2 separate regions of the Drosophila melanogaster genome follow, and region 1 is linked to region 2. The links are chromatin contacts, called in public Hi-C maps. All regions are on one chromosome and are shown on one strand. Each heading gives the region's core, a stretch centred on a gene start, on an enhancer-like site or on the middle of the called end of the contact. The rest is flanking DNA. Distances are from core to core; before and after follow the strand shown.

The links. A called contact is a pair of places that touch in the nucleus more often than the background predicts.
Region 1: a contact with region 2 is called in a Hi-C map of the Kc167 cell line, with 3 times the contacts expected there. The contact joins the promoter of Snx27 here to the promoter of Usp16-45 in region 2. A contact is called at or near these places in 25 of 107 Hi-C or Micro-C datasets (the D17-c3 cell line, the Kc167 cell line, the ML-DmBG3-c2 cell line and 8 more) and 1 of 6 datasets of contacts at active chromatin or transcription factors (the Kc167 cell line).

Annotation. Positions count from the first base shown.
Region 1 is chrX:5,736,202-5,739,521 of dm6, forward strand. It overlaps Snx27 (Sorting nexin 27), which reads right to left and starts at 1,830. Exons shown (of 6, transcript NM_167045.3): 1 at 898-1,830. The coding sequence starts at 1,223. IntS6 (Integrator 6) reads right to left here. Exons shown (of 2, transcript NM_132025.3): 2 at 2,462-3,320.
Region 2 is chrX:5,419,833-5,423,053 of dm6, forward strand. Usp16-45 (Ubiquitin specific protease 16/45) reads left to right here and starts at 1,701. Exons shown (of 5, transcript NM_167037.2): 1 at 1,701-1,835; 2 at 2,748-3,185. The coding sequence starts at 2,790. It overlaps spoon (spoonbill), which reads right to left and starts at 504. Exons shown (of 5, transcript NM_167034.2): 1 at 362-504. The coding sequence starts at 406.

The sequences.
Region 1 (3,320 bases), core at 580-3,079, 320 kb after region 2:
TAATCGTACACACTTATTTTGTTTTAATAATATATGTATATGAATTATAAGATATGTACATATGTATATGATATGGATGACCAATATAGCTCATATTCTTTTGGGGCTTTCTCGCTTTTTTAACCCAATTAACGCGGTAGCAACCCCCTGAAATGTGTGGATAAATCCAACAACAACCACCAAACACCAAGCAGGTAGCAGTGTTTATTGATATTCCCGGGCATTTCTGACCCACTACGAATTCACCTCCACTTCCAACTCCAACTTCAACACGCCCACTACTCCAGCAGAAAGAACGACCAATAAAAAAAAGTGGGCGGGGTCAGAGGTCGCACATGCAAGCTCTTCGTGGGGTTAACTTCGCTTACTTAACCCCTGGGCACCCCCCAAAAAAATACCAACACCATGAGCCATAAGCTTAAAGAGCTCACTCTTCAGATTGCCTTTTGAATATTTACAAACTCTGTGAGGTTTTCTTTTCCCACTCGGTGCCAAAATAAACTTCCTCGTGTTTCGAAAACTAAAATTCAAGCTATAATTTAATAAGAGGTAGGCATTAGTTAAACGTGTTTAACAGCAAGTAACTTGTGCACATTTTCCCAATTAGTGACAATTAGCACATGCCTTTAGTTGCAAATAGACGAAGTGGTCAAAGGCAGGTTTTCAACTCGCTTATAATGATTCTAAGGACTTTATGAAGTTGAAGGCAATTAAAGGTAAGTACGTCGCACTTTGGGGATGAAAACTAGTTTTAGAATGCAATTACTGAGGCGAGTTTAATGGTTCATTGAATAGTTTTAAACTCAATTTCGATGATACATCTGATAGTAGTGTGATATCAGCTCTTTGAGCTCCCAAAATATGAAAACTAGTCTATGTAACGTGGGTGGTACTTACACTTCCAGGATGCGATCGCCCTTCTTGATGCCCGCCTTCTCGGCCGCCCCATTCTCAAGGACGGCGCTCACGTGCTGAAGGGGGGCGTACAGCTCGCCGTTGATCGAGCGCAGTTGACCCCCCTCGGAAACTTGGCCGCGCACATTGAAGCCGAAGCCCGTTTCCGTTTTGTAAATGGTGACGACACGGGGTCCATTCGCTGTGGTCACGCCTACGCCGACGCCCATGACGACCGCGCCGCCCCCACCGCCGCCCGATGATGCGGTGACTACGGCGCTGGCGGGGGTTGGGGTTGGGAGGGGATGGTTTTCGCCAACGATGCTCATTGCGCCGGTCGTTCGCTCTCGCTCGCACTCAGTGGTGATGGCTGCTCTTCTGCCTCCACCGCACACCCCTCTCCACCTCCTCCTCCTCCTACGCTACTGCTGCTGCTGCTGCCCCTTTCCGACGTTCCTGCTTTCCGACTCACAGCAGCGCTGTGTTGTTTGCACAATATCTTTTGTTGTGTTATGGTTATTTCGCTCTTTTATTTTGCGTAATGTTTTCTGCAACTTCTTTTCGGCACACACACAGCACAACACACACACACACGTATAGAGACAGGCACCGCCACTTTTACTTTTTACGCTCCTCCCTCAATCCGCTTCACCGCTGTGAACTGCGCTCCACCGAAACTCCTCTGGCTGCTCTTTCGTTCGCACACACATACACGCGCACACACCGAAAAAAAATTTATTATTTATGTGGCTTATTTTATTTAACACACGCCTGTGTTTTCGCTCCTTATTTTATTTTCGCGCTGCGCATTTTTGTTCCGTTAGTTGGTCTGTTCTCTGTGTTGATACTCGTAGCGCAGACTTCCGATAACATTGAGTGTATCGCAGTAACTGCCAGTCGATGTATCGCTGGCGTCCTATCGCACTGGCGGACCGATTACGACTGAGCCATCGGGAGAGCAGATCAGCTGGCCGTTAATCGATAGCTATCGGTGCTGTGCAACACTACTATCGTCGGCCGCGAGCGTGACGAACGCAAATATGAGCAGCCACTTTTTAGTATTTTTGTGATATTTTGTGATTTAAAAATACCATACGGTATTTTAATCCGTTATTTTTCAAACCCACTCGACATAATACCGAATGCAAATTCGAAAATTTAACGGTACAATTTTAATTCAAAAAATTCGTGCAACGCATATTTGCATCAATTAAATCGAGGAAAATTTAATGATAATGCAAATAATTACAATAAAATAATATTAAAATGTTTGATAAATAGTCTTTCATTAAAAGCTAAGAAAAACTTGTTCTAAAACGTTCCAAAGCCAAAGACGTTAACTTATATCCCCCAAATTAGATGGTCTTAAATGATGCAATGGGTAAAAGTAAAAGGCTTTGGAGGAGCGACTGCGACCGCGAGAAGGGATCATTCATACATGGGGCATGGTCGCCGACGCTTTTGTATGGGCAGGGGGAGTGGAGGGAAGCTGAAAGGGTATGCCTTATGAGAAAATATATGGTTTTTGCGATGTACCCTAGATATTTCCACCCAACACATGAAACTTGAATGCAATGCTCCTCTTTTTATTTTCGTTTGATTTCGTATTGATTTCAGTTTGCTTTGCTGCTGCTCTGTTGATTCTGTTGTGGTGGTTGTCTTATGAAATTTGTTAAATACGCAGACTCTAAATTGTACATCATTATTTAATAATGAAGCAGTTCTAAAACACTGCCCGCCGCCTAACTACTAGTAAACGTTTTCTCTTTGTGTTTTTCGTTTTTGTTATATCTCAATTACTCACAGGCCATGCATACAAACATACACGTAAAAAAATAGTGCAAAAATGTATTACTTTTTTCTTGTTTTTCTATATGTATATAACAAACTGTACGTTTTCGCTTATCGTTTTGTCTGCCTTTCTACAGGCTATGCTCACATTACAATTCGCATAAATATTTTATAAAATAAACATAACATAATAGCAAATAATATATTGGAGGATTCAAGGAAATACAAGGTAATACAATTCTTTTTAATAATAAAACGCTGACCCGATTTATGTAATATCCTCTATATACATATATGTATATAAACATACACATATATATCTGTTTTTGAAGGGTCATCGCTTTTGTTTTTTACGTTCTCTATTCGTTTTGGCTAAAATCAAAGCAAAGTGTTCTTGAAACAGGTCCAACAAAAAATTGGCTAAAACGTGTGGGGCTCATTAAGCTCAAGCTTTTCCTAAACTTTTCCCTTTTTTTTTATACACATACACTACACTTAGATTTATCTTAATTTATCTAAGTCTATTTAAAATTATTCCTAAGCTCAAGAGTAAATTTTAATTTACGCTTACATATTTATACTAAGTAAAAAAAAAACTACAACTGAAACGGCTGCTACAAAATCCCTTCGCTTTA
Region 2 (3,221 bases), core at 451-2,950:
ACAACATTGCCAGCTAGCCGAAAAAGTCCACATTGTTATAATCTTGGCAACGTGGTTTCCGATCATATGGTGGCCAAAAATGGGCGGGGATTGTATAATCGGGGGATATACTACTTTATATGTGTATACATATGTATGTATGCATAGACGCAATGTTTTCTTTGTGGGAGTGGCAGCTCCTTTTCGCCTTTGTTCTCTTTCAGGCGTAAAAAAACCGAACATTAACGGTGAAAGCTGTAACACACACAGACGCACTTATGCTCGGCATGTGTATGCGTGCGATTGTGGGTGTGTGTGTGTGTGAGTGCTGTCATTGTGTAATCGCCGAATTGAACTCCAAATTTTTTCCATAACCACTTACTGTCACTTTGCCGGAACAACAACAACAGCGGCAAGGCAGAGTCATACACTTAACAAAAAGTTGACAAAAAAAAGGTAGTTAAAACGTTGGCTATGGTACCGGGAAAGAGGTGCGAATAGAGCTCAAGACACGGACATTGGAACAAATCCACACAGAACAGAACATGACACCATTTTCCGTCACATCTCTCTGTTTTGGCAAACACACACACGCACTTTTTTTGTACTAGGTTATGTTCCGCGTGCTGCGATTTCTTACCTTTGTGAACCGCTTGGGTAACTTATTTTGCTCACTATCTTTGGGTGCTTTCAAAGCTATCTACTGCACACGCGAGTTGTGTATTGTTTTTGCTTATTTGCTGGCGATTTACTGTCGTTTTCTCAACGCTAAAGTGCTGCACGAATTAAACACGTGTCTACGTTCCACCTTTTACAAATCACAATAACATGGCCGGCGTGCGGCAGTGTTGCCATGCATCCGCAAAACTCTGGCAATCGGAGCTGCCTGCTTAATCACCCGCACTCGCGATGGCCAAATCCTCGAATTACAAGAGCCTTTGTGCACACAAAAAAAAAATATAGAAAAAATCACTTCACAGTTTGAATCGCAGCCCAATTATTTCTAGAAAGCCGAAAAACGTGTGCACGGAGTGCTGGTTATCAAATCGAATGGCAGCACATGCACAAACAGGGCTGCCCACGCTCATCGATAGGTATCGATTGGGGCAATAGGTATTTTCTTAGGCGGCGTTGCCACCGAATGTGCACAAAAGTGTTGCAAATTTCGCGATATTTCGTTACGATATTTTGTGGAGCAATACTTTTGGGCATTTGTAATTTTCCAACGTAGTTCTTGGGAAGTTCTGATTTCATTTTGTCTTACCACAATATGCTTGTTCATGCGAATTTCAGCCTATTTTTTGTCAGTATAGCGCACTATAAATCGATAATTTCGAAATAATATTTATATAGGAGCAGATAGCGACTTCAATATCTCAAAGAAAACAATCACTAAAAATCTTCTTTTTAATTTAACACAGTGATGTGTGTAATTCCAAATGATATTTTTTTAAATTTATAAAGCGGCGCAAAATAAAAAAAAGACCAAGCTAGTTAGTAGTGAATGCATACATAGATTTTTGAAATCCCTTCAATGATTTAATTACCTCCTGTTTGAGCGAAGAACATAAGCAGTGTGGATAATTAATTAAAATAATAATAATAGCAATTATTTGCAGCATAAGTTGAATGATATAAATGAATTATTTGCACATGTTTCGAGACCCTATAGTTTCTGACAACGGTTCAAATTGACCACACGCGAGATTTGCGACGAAAATAAGCAACGGTCACACTTGGTCACGTCGTTCACGTTTTCTATTTACGCATAAACGAATAAAAAGCGCCTAAAAGTGCTATAAAACATATATGTTGTGTGCTCATGTGCTACACATATCGCAGCGAGTAAATTTAAGGTAGTAGGCAGATCTTGTTGTGCATGTGTGTGGGTAATCACAGTTCTAGTTTTGTAATTTTTTATATTTCCTACACTGTAAGCTTGTTTATACATGAATATTGATGTATGTGCGTGTCTCGGCATGCAAGCAAACATGTTTAGGATTGTTTTTTGTGTGCCTTTCGGTTATTTGTCATTTTCTGACTTTGAACTTGCACATTGTTGTTGTTCCAAACTTGAATACCATTGCGGTCAGAAGAAGAGGAAGCCATCGAACAGAGAGGTGAAGCAACAGCCTAAAAATTTGAAATTGACCACACGCGGGAGTTGCGACCCAAATAAGCAACGGTCACACTTGGTCACGTCGTTCACGTTTTCTATTTACGCATATACGAATAAAAAAAAGTGCATAAAAGTGCTGTAAAACATATATGTTGTGTGCTTACGTGCAACGCATATCGCAGCGAGTAAATTCAAGGTACTACTCAGATCCTGTTGTGCATGTGTGTGGGGGTAATCACAGTTCGTGTCTATGTGTGCGTGCGTATGGGCTTGATTGGTTGGGTGCGTGTATGAGTTCGGGGTCCTTTGGATTTTCGAGAAATCATCGCAAAAAGGGTAATACATATATGTATGTATGTTTGGGTGGTCAAACAGCGGGGGCACTCAATTTCGCTGGCTGGCAGCGGGGCGACGAACTTAACCTCAAATCCTGGGTCACAGTTCCAAACGTGACGAAAGACAACAAAGCAAACAAAGCCAATAGGGTCAGTCTGTCGGTGCGAGTTCCAATCGAATTCAATCCCGTTGCCAGTTATACACATCGATAGCCGAATCGGAAGAGCAGCAGCAGGGTTGTGACTATAACGATTGCATTCGAAGCAATTCGAAGATTTGAATCTGTGATTGGAACGCTACATATTCCTTCCAGAGCGCGCCCACAAGGAGGCCAAGGCCAAGCAGCTACCTTGCCATGGTAAAGAAGCGTCAGGCGGACAGTCGCGACCACGATTGCTCAACGGATTCCGGCAATGAGGATCTGCATCATCGAAAAGGACTCGGCTCGCCCGGTCAGTCGGATGGCGCCACCCCCACCACCGCCAGCTGCCAGCACATCAAGAAGGCGGTGGACGCGGCCCGACTAAGGCGTCTACTGAAGTCCACGGGTCTACTCTACGAGTGCAGCCAATGTCAGAAGCTGGGCAAGACAGCGGGCAGCGCTGCGGGAGCGGGAGCGAGTGAAGGAGCTGTCGGTCCTGGCGGAAATCCGGTCACCTTCGAATTTGACAACACCCTGTGGCTGTGCCTCAAGTGCGGCAGCCAGCTGTGCGGGAGGGCACGCCACAAGCACGCCTTAGAACACTACCAGGTGAGCAGGGATCTAGTTCACTTAAGCCAGTTGCAA